2 separate regions of the Xenopus laevis genome follow, and region 2 is linked to region 1. The links are chromatin contacts, called in public Hi-C maps. All regions are on one chromosome and are shown on one strand. Each heading gives the region's core, a stretch centred on a gene start, on an enhancer-like site or on the middle of the called end of the contact. The rest is flanking DNA. Distances are from core to core; before and after follow the strand shown. Region 1 holds the start of hes4.L (hes family bHLH transcription factor 4 L homeolog). Region 2 has its middle 86 kb from the start of hes4.L.

The links. Hi-C and Micro-C count contacts between places; a contact is called where the count stands out from the background.
Region 2: a Hi-C map of the XTC cell line shows a contact between it and region 1, with 2.9 times the contacts expected there. The contact joins the enhancer-like site here to the promoter of hes4.L in region 1. A contact is called at or near these places in 2 of 4 Hi-C or Micro-C datasets (the XL177 cell line and the XTC cell line).

The regions. Positions count from the first base shown.
Region 1 is chr7L:90,953,963-90,960,428 of Xenopus_laevis_v10.1, forward strand. hes4.L (hes family bHLH transcription factor 4 L homeolog) reads left to right here and starts at 2,792. Exons shown (of 4, transcript NM_001088692.1): 1 at 2,792-3,013; 2 at 3,128-3,223; 3 at 3,479-3,566; 4 at 3,771-4,639. The coding sequence starts at 2,906. The coding sequence ends at 4,312.
Region 2 is chr7L:91,039,443-91,045,908 of Xenopus_laevis_v10.1, forward strand. No RefSeq gene overlaps it. Among protein-coding and RNA genes, the nearest start is that of hes4.L, 86 kb to the left of the region's middle. Within about 2 kb of position 3,194, at least 2 of the 7 cell types and tissues checked have an H3K27ac peak or open chromatin away from gene starts, as enhancers often do.

The DNA of each region.
Region 1 (6,466 bases), core at 1,542-4,041:
AAAAAACTGCAAAAATATGTGAAGTAGCCGTCTCTATTTACATTCATGGGACAGAGGACGCAGTGTTTACCATGTGAGATTATAGCAGCAGAAGCAGCAGAGGAGGAGTTTTCCCATGCTTTTTTATTATGATTTTTCTCATTCCCCCCTCCTCCCTTCCTTTGTGGCTTTTTGCTTTTCCAGGCTGGGCTGGGAGCCGGCTGCCTGAGCCCTGTGCAGAAAGCCAGCAGCACTTTGGCACGTGCTCCCGGGTGATACAAAGTACAGACAGGAGCAGGGGAGGGGGAGGAAGGCGGGAGGTGAGGAGAGGAAGGAGGAGGGGAGCGCGCGCCTGCCCGCCCAGCAGCCGCAGCTTCCCAATGTAAGGCACGCGCACAGCGGTAGAGATTTACCCCAGCTGCCTTTGATTGACAGGTGGCCAACGCTCAGCCAATGAGAAGGCAGCACGGGCCTTCGCTCCAGCTTATTGGTTGCCTGAATACCAGTCTCTTCGCGTGCCGGCCGGCTGCCTATGCTCTGGGATTGCTGGGTCTCTCCCAGGAGCGCACAGCTGGGAAATGTGATTCGCACACGTTCCGTCTTCAATTCTAGCGCTTCTCAGGCCTCGAACCCGAATCGGTGTAAAGTTTGCCAATTTGAGCACGGGGCACTGGGCGTTACATAGAGATCATCCTAAATCTGAGATAACGGCGGTTCATGTTTTACCTGTGAAATGCCCTGCGGTGCCCCTTTTATGTTTTGCGCTCATTTTACTCTGATTACTAAAATTAAAGTGTTTATAGAACGCTCACAAATATGTATTACGGGGTGTTTCTCGTGGACAGCGCATGTGATCAGCATCTTTCAAGGCAAAGCAGCGACAGCGCAAATATTTAGTGAATCTTGCGCAGTCGGCCTTAGCGCTCACACTTTATAGTAACAAGGTATTTAGCCAGTTATGAGAGTACAAAGCTTTTACACGCCAAGCTAATACAGAGCCTACCCCCAGTAATAGTGCAATATCATAGAAGTGCAAAAACCTTAATCAGTTTAGGGGCTATACAGTATCAGACTGAAGACTACAAGGGTGCTTATCGTTATAATTCATGGGAATTGCCCTACTCTGCACACAAGAATGACTCAAGCTAATTATGCTTAGGTTGCTATGGGTTACTGCACTGGAGCAATTTTGTACTTATGAGCACTGAGCTCCACCGATCCCTGGAGAAACCTGTTTCATTTTAATAGTGTTGCTTAGCACATTGGCACTAATGTGTTAAGTTTAGCACCTACTCTTGCTACCTATATACACATTAGCATTTATTTGCATTCCACAGTGAGCAAAAACATTACATTCATTAGCAAGAGCAGACTTGCAGGTTTCTGCAGGACCCCTGTAAAAAAAAAACTGGAGAAAAAGGGGTATTGGGCTAAACAGAAGATGATTTCTTACAAATCCCAAAGCCATTCATACATAGATAATATTCATATTTTTGTTTCTTTTTTTTACTTCTGCTTTTGGGAAGTATTTATCCATGAAATGCTGTTGCTCCTGGGACTGTGCTTAGTAACAGCTAGTGGGACAGTGACTATGAAACCTCCATTCGCACAGAACAAATCAATAAACGCAAACAGTTCCCAAGACAGAAGATTGATGGAAACGCTTTCTTTCTTTTTTTTTTCTTCCTGAAAACTTTTTGTTTTGGTTTTTTTAAAACTGAATTGTAGGACAGCGTAAAGAAACGGTTGCCTGTTTACAGTAAATACCAATCTGAAGCCTTAGTTTGAACATCAATACTCAGATCCAGTTAGGTCTCAGCCTCAATTTCTTCTCAATTTCAAAACATATTTGTGAGCCAAAAGTAACATTGCTGCAGAGTTGGACAAGCTCGCTTTGAACTCGTGGTTTTACATAATGAACGTTGCAATGTACGCACATGCCATTGTCTTGGGAACCTCTTTTTTTCTACGTTGATGATAATGGTGTGTTATAGAGCGATAATACGTTGCACATATATAATAATAAGGTTTGTAAAGTTGAAACACTTCCCATCATTGTTATTTAGGAAAGTGGAACCAAATGGAGCAGTGCAGAGTAAAACAGTCCAATCCAAGAATTGATGTGCAACAAAATCTGTAGGGCAATTTCAATATTCCATCTTTTAAATTAGAAGGCTGATGCTAGTAACCCCGAATATGATCATTTTTTTATTGTTTATTCATAATTAGGTATACGGTAGTGACACATAGATGTGATCACAAGAGCTCCCAGTGTAGCCATTGGTTTGTGGCAATAAATCGCAGCAGCATCAACTGGTGCAATTATATATAATACTTGCTATGAAATAAACATTATTATCTATGGAATGTTTGTATGTGTAACAAGATCAACGAGTGGTCTGGGGGGGTTTCCCTAAAGGGACTGAGATATGTGCCAGGCGGTTCCCCTGCTATGTGCACGTGTGTATAATGCAAGTTATAATATGTTGCTGTAATATATGTTCCAGAATGGTGCGCATTGCTCGGCACTGGGCTTCACTCCCTGCCCGATCCCCGGCGCCTGCTATGAGCCAAGCGCGTGACTGGCAGTCTGCTTGTGGGGGTTGGAGTGAGAGGAGGGGGTGAGTGGAGGTTGCAAAGTTAGGGAGGGTGCCGGTTATCCAATAGGAATGCGTAGTGGGCGAGCCTGCGCTTGTGATTGGCCGAGGAGAGTGTGGGAAAGAATGCACTGAAGGTTTCACACGAATGGGGAGCAGCAGCGCGGAGTATAAATAGAGGCAGAGCCCGCAGGCTGGGAGATCAGAGTGAGATACAATCCAGGCTGAGGGTTTATGATCCAGCCAAGCCTCATACACACAGCACTCGCCTCTGCACTGGCCATAGCAACATCCGCATCACTAGCCCTATCCGGATACAACATCTGAACATGCCTGCAGATAGTATGGAGAAGCCGACAGCCTCCCCCATTGCAGGGGCACCAGCCAACTCAGCGCAGACTCCGGATAAACCCAAGAGTGCCAGCGAGCACAGAAAGGTAAATGTCGCTCTGTGGTGATGACCTGTTCATCCTGAACTTGCCCACCAGGAATATTGCCGACTGGCGCTAAGTGAGTGAGTCGCTCAATTGTCTCTCCTCTCTGTTTTACAGTCGTCCAAACCCATCATGGAAAAGCGCAGGAGAGCGCGAATCAACGAGAGCCTGGGGCAGCTCAAGACCCTCATCCTGGATGCGCTAAAAAAAGATGTAAGTTCCTCTCTGGATCATATACCCCTCATATGTATATATATATATAGCACTGTGCACCCTCTGCTTCATAGCTGCCTTACTCAAGCTGCTTTTGAGATACAGAAATATTCCTAATTACAATAACTACCGAGAAGTGGCAGAAAGTAATCCCCCTGGTATAGATGTGTAATGGATATTTATATATATATATGGTGCCTGCTATGAAGCCTCTCACGCCTATAGATATTCATGATCCCTTGTATTTCCCCGCAGAGCTCCAGACACTCTAAACTGGAAAAGGCTGATATCCTGGAAATGACAGTCAAGCACCTACGGAACCTGCAGCGAGTGCAAATGACAGGTAAATACATGGATGAGCCACATGTTATTGTATTGGTGGGATGCTGGGGCTGCTCTCCTTCCGTTGCTAGTCACTATGCTGGGTGAGGGGAGCGGGTTGTACATCAGTGTCAGTCTCAGTAACAGGGGCCCAGTGAGCTTGAGTTAGTGCCAGTGATTTAGCATTGGGATCAGTGCAATAACCCCTTTTTGCTCTCCCTTACAGCCGCTCTAACAGCCGACCCCTCAGTTCTGGGAAAGTACAGAGCCGGATTTAACGAGTGCATGAACGAAGTCACCCGATTCCTCTCTACCTGCGAGGGCGTCAACACCGAAGTGAGGACCAGGCTTCTCGGTCACCTGTCCAGCTGCCTGGGACAGATCGTAGCCATGAATTACCAGCAACCCCCCTCCAGCCAACAACCAGTGCATGTGCAGCTCCCTTCCAGCACCCCCGTGCCCATGCCTTGTAAGGTGAACCCAGCAGAGGCCATCTCCCCCAAAGTATTCCAGGGAGGCTTCCAGCTAGTGCCAGCTACTGACGGCCAGTTTGCTTTCCTCATTCCCAACCCAGCTTATACCTCCAGCCCCGGACCTGTTATCCCTCTATATGCCAACGCGACATCCCCCGGCGGCCCCCCGAGCCAGTCTCCAGTGCAGGGACTCACCAGCTTCGCCCACAAGATGCCTCACATGGCGCAAGCCGTCAGCCCTCTAGGGGGCAGCACCAGAGCAGACAGCGCTGAGTCCGTGTGGCGACCATGGTGATAACGCGATCAGCCGACTGTGTATATGTTGGTTCCGTTCTATGGGACCCTGCCTTAAAGACAATCCGCACAAAAAAACTATTTATTTCCAAATATGGGGATTTCGCTTTTTTATTCTTTAATAAAAAAAACAAACTTGTGTAGATGACCCATTTTTGTAACAAAGCTCTTTTGCTGAGATTTCTTTTTTTTTTTTTTTTTTTTTTTTTTAGTTTTGTACAATTGCGTACAGAAAAATGTGTAATGCCAAAGTTATTGTGTTGGTTTTTGTGTCAAAAACTTTCCGAACATGCAGGAGTTTTATTTAATAAACTCTTTTTCATTTGAATCCAGTTGTGTGGTGCTTGGATTATATGGGGGGTTGTGTGAGATCACTTATCAGTCTAATGGCGAGTGCCATAATAAAATACATAGGCCCCTTGCTGTGATTGATCAGTTTTATATAAGAAATAAGTGCCAGGCAATACATATCACTGCCAGTAGAACGCTACAGCTTATTTTTAAGTGTTTATATAGAGCCCTAGTAGCTACCACAGTTATTAAAGCATATGCTTAGCCCAGGCTAAAGACACGTGACACATAAGTGACTATAATAATCGCACAATAGGACAGATCGGAATGAGGGAATCACTCTGCCCATGGGAACCATGATAAATGCCTAGGAATGCCAGTAGCAAAATGACAAAGGCTGATAGCATTCCTATAGGGCATATTGGAGGAATGTGGGCTGCCCTGACACATTCCGTTGAAAATTATAGAATTATTGCATTTTCTATGAGAAATCTATATCCATTAATCAATGACAGTAGTGCTTGGAATTCCTTCAAAATTGTGAAAAAAAAGTCACTGTCCCCTGAAGGAGGTGTGTGTGTGTGTGGGGGGGGGGGTTGAGATTAGAATGAAGCCCCTTTGTGGCAGAAGATAAAGAAAAGGTATAAAAGATCTCATCTATTATGCAGCGGGCTCCCGGGGAAGCTTGGGATCCCTATTGAGTTGCCTGGGAACTGAGCCGGGAGGGGGTTAAGGTGCTTCCCGCACATACACTGTTACCGGCCCCGCGCCTGTCCTGACAAAGGCCCCGCTGTAAACAGAACAATCCCGTTTAATTTCAGCGCGCAGGGGACCATTGGGGAAAGGCATTTGTTTTGCGCACTTTATTATGACTCACCGGCTGCACTTGAAGCTCAGCCAAGTGTGAAGGTTTCGCTGTTTGTCGTGTGGGAAGATAAAGAGAGGGGGCGAGACACCTACACTGATTCCCATTATCTGCCGCTGCTAAATGCAATGCGATCTGCCACTTTCATCACCGGCACTTCCACACCATTCCTTTATATCCCACATCCATTCGTCAACCTGCTGCTTTCCAGCTGTTCCCCATAACCCTTTCACTGTAGATCTAGTACAACAACGACTTCAACCAGACAGGTTTAATAACTGGGTGATACCATTCGGCAAGGTGGGGGTGTGTTAGCATTTTTAGCCCATATACAGTTCTAGATTGCCGTGCCGGCCAATGCCGGTAACCTGGCCGGCAACGTCGAGTCCAGCACCCCCGTAACGCCGTGCGCAAACGAGGACGCGCGTGCGCAAACAAGGACGCGCGTGCGCGGACGGTCCTGCGTCTACACGCTTAACCACCCTCAGTAGTGGATATGGGGTAGGCCCTGGTAGATTGGCTGCCATTTTTGACGACGATAAAAAAAGGGCATCTGCCATGCAACAACCCCCTCCACTGAAGTTTTAAATCTGTCCTGCAAAGTGATTAGCATAGGTCAAATGACTGAGTGGCTGTGTGCAACGCTAGATTCTACCCCTAGAGGGCGCTTTTTTGGCTACATAAAGTGGCAAACAAAATTGACAGCTTAATGACAGCCCAGGATCCTTCCTTGAACCTTAAATTATACTGGGTGAGATGCACCACCCCCTGCACAAGTCTTAAAACACTGTCTGCTCTTCTCTCGACCTCTGCATAACCATTCAAATGCCACACTCCCTCCAGTCATGGGATCCACACCTGAATATGCAGCTTTCATTCCTCAAAGGTTAATGGGTTGCATATTTCGGATCTTCTAGTAACCTTACCCCTCCTTCATTCTGTATGAAGCTTTTCCCATATTTGTACTGTGAGATCCATCTCGAGGAAAGCACAGTCAGC
Region 2 (6,466 bases), core at 1,944-4,443, 86 kb after region 1:
TATCATACCACATGGCAGCGTCTGATCCCTCTCTCCATACCAAATGTAATCCACTCCCTCCTGACGCGTTTCACACCATCGGGTGCTTCATCAGAGGAGTTAATGATTAGCAGCCTGGTTATTCTGACTTCTGGAGCATCGTTGATCTTAAATACTAATTTCACACTAATTAACCATTCACAATGACCTTGTGTAGGATGCGAGAAAAAAACATTAGCAGGACATCAGTCTGTCCTTTGTATTGTAGAGAAATTTTAACTGTTGTCTCCTCACTGGTCAATAAAGTGAAGTACAAATATGGGACTTGTTAATGTCTTAAGTCTACTAAAAAATCATTTAAACATTAAATAGGATTTTTCCGCCTCCAATAAGGATTAATTGTATCTTAGTTGGGATCAAGTACAAGGTACCGTTTATTATTACAGAGAAAAAGGGAATATTTTTTTTTAAAATTTTGGATTATTTGGATAAAAGGAGTCTATGGATCAAATTTACTAACCTCCAAAGTTGCGCCAGCTAAGGCTTCGCTGACATCGCAACACTTAGCCAGGCATAGATTCGCCAGGACAACGCTAATTCACTAAAATCTGGTTGCGTCCAAACGCTGGCTAAGTTTACTGTAAAAAGAAAAAGACGCCAGCGTTTATTGGGACTTAGAACATTTTTCAACTATTTACTCTATTGCACATCGCCTGGTCTCAGCTGGCGAAGGCAAGTTTGGAGCAAGAGGTAACGTTTAGTCAAATCTCCATCTGAGTGAATTATAGTAGTTACGTTCGTTCTCCAAAGCGCAACTTCGTCTGGCGTTAGGGTGTGAAGTACCGCTAGAGTCTATCTCCTTTGCTAGGGAAGTTACGCCAGCATTAGTCACTCGCCCTTTAGTAAATTTCTCCCCATGGAAGACTGCCTTCACATAATGCTGAACTTTCTGGATAATGGGTTTCCAGAAAACTGATCCCATGCCTGTGTTAAAATATTTGTAAAAAAGCGTGCAGGAGCAATGTGGGCATTGTGGGTCTAATATTCATAAAAACCCTATGTTCAATTGAGGAACTGGTCAACATAGAGTATTAGGAAGGTTTGTTCCATAAATAAGACTGGCATGTGCTTGTAATGGAGAGCCCATCTGTATACACTTGCTTTCTTCCTATTATAAATAATCACTCCAGATGTACTTATAGGACTGTACAAAACATGTGCTTATGATTTAGAGATATGCCTGGATATAACTTTTTTTGCATAGAAGAATCATATTCCTATGAAAGGAGATTATTTTTATAATCTTTATTCAGCTAGGCATTTTTTGCTTTGTACTGGGGGAAATACTGTACGGGCACTATAGATAAACAATGGTGGGCATGAGGGCACTCCAGCCTTTATAGAATAACTAACTATATTGAAAAAAATTTTTTTATTTTGCGCAGCCTATCTATTTGCCCAGTTTTTATTTTTACACTGAACAATTCTTTTAAGAAAAAATAAGCATGTTGGGATATTATCATATTCCTTAGCAAGCAAGGAAGCCCTCTACACAATAATGCTCTGTTAATATCTGCTTTTGGTTCTTTTCCATCATCAGGATTATCACTGCATTGATGCCAACAATTCTGCAGTCTTGCAGTATTTCACATGCCCTTTGTAACTAAATATAGCATAGCATAACTCATATCAATTAGATTTTTTCATTACTCTAAGGCTAATATTATACAAGATGTTTTAAGCACCTCTGTTAGCTTGGTGGGGGGAATTGGTGGGCAAAATGACATTCCCCTCCGGCAAATGCTTCCCATTCTTCTGAAAGTAAAAAATGGATCCTATGGGAGATGCTTGCACTGTCAGACAGGGGTAACTTGGGAATGCTCATTTTAGTGGTCAGCGCTATGCTGAATGGATGCTATGGGGTACACAGCTACAACTGTAATATTGTCAGCTTTGGTGTCTGTTCCTATGGGTACAAATGTAAGTCTGTGAATATGTAACCTTAGGTTCCTTCAAGGTCTCCCCTCCTGGCGTCCCACATGCCCTGTACCTTTTACCTCCCATGTCCTGAACTTTCTGCCTGTCATTAGGGAGAGGGGTCGGTCTGGCAGTGGAGCAGTAGAGTGGGCCTAATTCATTATGGTGGACTGAGCCTTGGTTGGCGGAGCCCATGAAACCCAGGGCCCACTGAGTTTTTTCCTGGTGTCCTGCTGGCCCAGTCCGACACTGTTTGTTTAGCTTTAAAGTTAAACAAAACAACATGTCTTAGGAAACAGCATGCTGGTGCCATAGAAAGTCAGTATTTAGTGGGGTGGTGGGGTTCTGTTATTTATGGTGGTTTGGGTCAGAGCAACATTTTTTGTGGGGAGTGGAGAGGGAGCCCACCAATGATTTGGTGCCTTAATACAGCTCTGTCCAGACATGAAAAACTTATTTGAACAACTTTTTTCCTTGAAGCAAATGTTTTTACCTGATGCACCGAGCTGTACCACCTCATATCTGAAGGTCTTAGTTTAGTCCAAAGTCAAAAATAGTGGAGCAGAAGGTTTGAAATAGGGATGCATTGAATCGCGGATTAGGTTTGGGATTCAGCCAAGACTTAGCTATTTTTATCAGGATTCAGATTCGGGTGAATTCAAGACCCTGGCCGAACAGAATCTATATAACTGAAAAAAATGATTCAGTATTTGCCCAAATCCATACCCCTAGATCAGCCAAACCCTAAAAAGCAGTATTTGGTGCATCCCTAGTTAAAACGTCATGTTTATTGCTATGGATATACCCATGTAAGAACTCCAGTATTAGGACTATAAGTACAATATTAAGTTCACTATAGATGTAGCAAAATCATTTTATTTTTAGTGTATTATCCTTATGTTATAATTCCCTCCAACAGCTCATACATTAATCGAATCCACCCATAGGGTTAGTTACTGTGAGAAAGATCTGGCAGCACTCTCGCACTCCCCAGACAGACATTCCTTCTGTAATAAGCAGCAGCTGGAGTGCTGTTTCCGGGCCTGCAGCTGAGGCGGTGAGAGGAAGATGTGAGGGGGGAGAAGGACTTTAATCTCTGAGCGTCATTAAATTCTCCAGGAGGAACCTCTGGGAGGAAGCAGGGAGGGAGTGGAGGGGGATCAGCACCTCCTCTGAGGTAGGAAGCATGTCAAGTGCCAGGGCCTCCCTGCTCTGCACAATTTAGCAGCTCTGGGAACAATGTGCTGCTGGTGGGAGAGGTGGGAGGCAGCTAAACAGGAGGAGAGAGGAGAGATACGAAGCATACAGAGCAGGGAAAATCATGCACAGCTGCACTCAGACTGGACTGCCATTACAATCAATGCAATTAGAGTCTGAGCTTTTTAGAAAAATGATGAATTTGACTAAGTTGACATCACCTATAATGCAAATATAAATGTTGAATTTTTTCCACTTTTTCTCTTACAGTGCTGAGTGGACATATAAGCATTATACAAGTACAATGTATTACATATCAATATCTAATATATGGGTATATTAGGGTATATACCCCCTATGGGGGTTTCAACATGTGCTTATCACTCATAGGGGTTATGTATTAAAAGGCACTTACCCCGATATGTAATAAAAGGCATTATTTTGCCCAGTTGCAGTAACCCATAGCAACCAATCAGCAGCTAACATTTACTGGTTGTATTGGTTGTTATTGGTTACTGCACCTTAGTGCTTTTTAATGCATATGGGAATATGAGTTCTACAACATATGCACATGTTTAGTGATTTTATTTGGGCCTGAGGGGTGTAGTGGAACCTATAAAAACATATACACATATGCAAATGAAAACTTTCCTGAATAACGAAGATTTGCCTTTATACTTTAAAACATCCGATCCCGATGCTAAACATCGAATTATCAATACATATACATACATTAAATCATGGTTCCACAGAAATTAGTGCATATTAAATATGTCTGGGATGAGGGGTTTATTCATTAGTAATATATTAATAATGCATTAATAACCTCAAATTCTGAAAGATGGCATTTAATATGCGAAAAAAACATAAAATTTTCACTTATAAAAAAGGTAAAGGGGTGTACAGAAAATGGGAAATTTGCAAATAAGTTGCTAGATGATGTTTTGGCATAAATTACCGTTCACTGTACTTTCACTGCATTTTCTTGCCACCTCCACTTCTGTGAATTCCCCTATAGTGTGTAGGATAAGTAAGGTTGATGACAAACACATATATAGTTTACATGGGTAATTAGTTTAGCTGCATGGAAGACAGTACAGTCTGGGGTGTGTAATAATTGATAATAATATGCTGTAATATATGTATGTAAGATAAGGCTGGTTGGATGGGGTTGGATAGGGGACTGAGAGAGGAATGTGGGAACAAGGGGGGAACAGAAATTCCAAGTGTAAAATGAGATTGGTGAGAAGCTTAATATGAGAGCACCAGTTGGCAGTTTCTGGTTGAGGGAAGTAGTGAACGGAAATAATTTTGAGGTTAATGTATTTACATTTTTTATTAAAAAATATTTGTAGTAGTATTTTTTCTGTAGCAAAATGGATCATAGTATGCCCAGTGAGTAGATAGATAGCACAGGGGAATAAAAGGCAGAGTGGGGAAGATTATTCCCTCTATACATTATAGGGAACAGTACAGTAACAGAAAGTTAATGGTGCATGGCTTGCATTTGCTGGAATTAAAATGACTGTATCATTAATTTTTTATTCATTCGTCTTACCATAATAAAGACAGCGAAAGAGAGAGAGTGAGGAGCTAACCTGAATAGTTTCAGTCATTGTGCTGACAAGACCAGCAAAACAGCTGCCTGTTAACTGTAAAATGGATAAGGGCAAATGAAAGAATAGAACAGAATAAATATTTAATACGATTATATGGAATGATAGGGTAGAATTACAGGTTGTGCCTTAGGACAGGATGCTGTAGTGTTCTGGGTACATCAGGTCACTGCTTCTCTTCACTCACTGCTATGGAATATGTTCACATGGCAGCTGTTACAGCAAAATAATTCCTTATCCACACTGGATCACCATCTACAGCCACTGTCTTACCTCACATAGCTGCCGTGGTTGTGTTCACCCAATTAAACATATAGAAACTGCTGAAAAGCTTGAAAGGTGCAACTGATCATTGCACAAGTGTAGGGCCTGTTATGCAGAATTCTTGGGCCCTGGGTTTTTTCCATAATTTGGATCTCCATACTTTAAATCTACTAATATATCATTTAAATATTAAATAAACCCAATAGGATTCTTTTGCCTTCAATAAGGATTAATTATATCTTAGTTAGGGTCGAGTACAAGGTACTGTTTTATTATAACAGAGAAAAAGAATAATTTTTAAAAATTTGAAATTTGCTTATAATGGAGTGTATGGGAGACGGCTTTTCCGTAATTTGGAGCTTTCTGGATAATGGATAACCTACCTACAGCCATTTGTTTTCCTATCTGTGATTTACTTTATTGCCAGTGGGCCAGCATTTCTGGGCAAACTTAACCGTAAGTGACAAATCTCCATACGTGGCAGTACCTTTAGACATCAGTGGCACCAGACAACTGTAAAATTGTTGGCACTATTGCTGCTTGTATACCAGCCACTGGGATGTCCCTTTCTAAAGATCAGGTCATGATGAATGACAGTTGGAGCCGACTGCAGATATGTTAAAACAGTTGCCATCCCTATTCTTTTGTCTCCTGAACCTCTTCTTTCAGCTTGTATAACGGATTCATGTCAGCACACATCTTGGAATAAATGACTCACAGTATTATGGGGGCAACCAGGGTTTTGGCTTTTTACCAGAGACGTCAATAACCATTGCTTGTCACAAAGCCAAAAGAGTTACCAAAGGGAATTGGGACAAAAACCCTGTAAAATAAATCTCAGAGTGTCGCGGCATGAAATTTACATAAAGGCCACCCAGTCAGAAAGGGGTTACTTTCTTCACAGACATGATGAACATTTGAAGGACATATTTAAGAAAGTTAAACTGTTTTTTTTGAGAGTGTCAAGTCGGCCTTCATGTGGCTTCCATGTTCCTCAGTTCCATGTCCCGTGTTTAGCAGAAAAGAACCTCAGATGGAAATAAATGCTCATTAGCGTTGATGGAAAAAGACAAATCAGGGATTTATTATCCTGTAGTTACTGGTAAAACTAGATGCCTAAATCCGAGTAACTTTATAAAGTGACAACAAGAAGGTCATATATTTCAGATGCAGCCTGTGAGTATCAGTTGCAGATTTCTTTCACACAGCTCCTACTCCTCCATGACTGGTAAAATAAAAAAGGAGGGGAGCAAGAGCTTCACCCGTGTGCCTTACTTTCCTCTAATCTGTTTTGCTGCTGTCAGTGTGTGCAGGCGTTGCTGAGCCTGCTGAGATGACCTTGTCAGGGAAAACCGTCAGGGGAAACCGTGGCTCACTTCCCCATGTACACAAAGAGTGGGGGCCCACAGACCTCACCCTTGGCTGCTGACCAG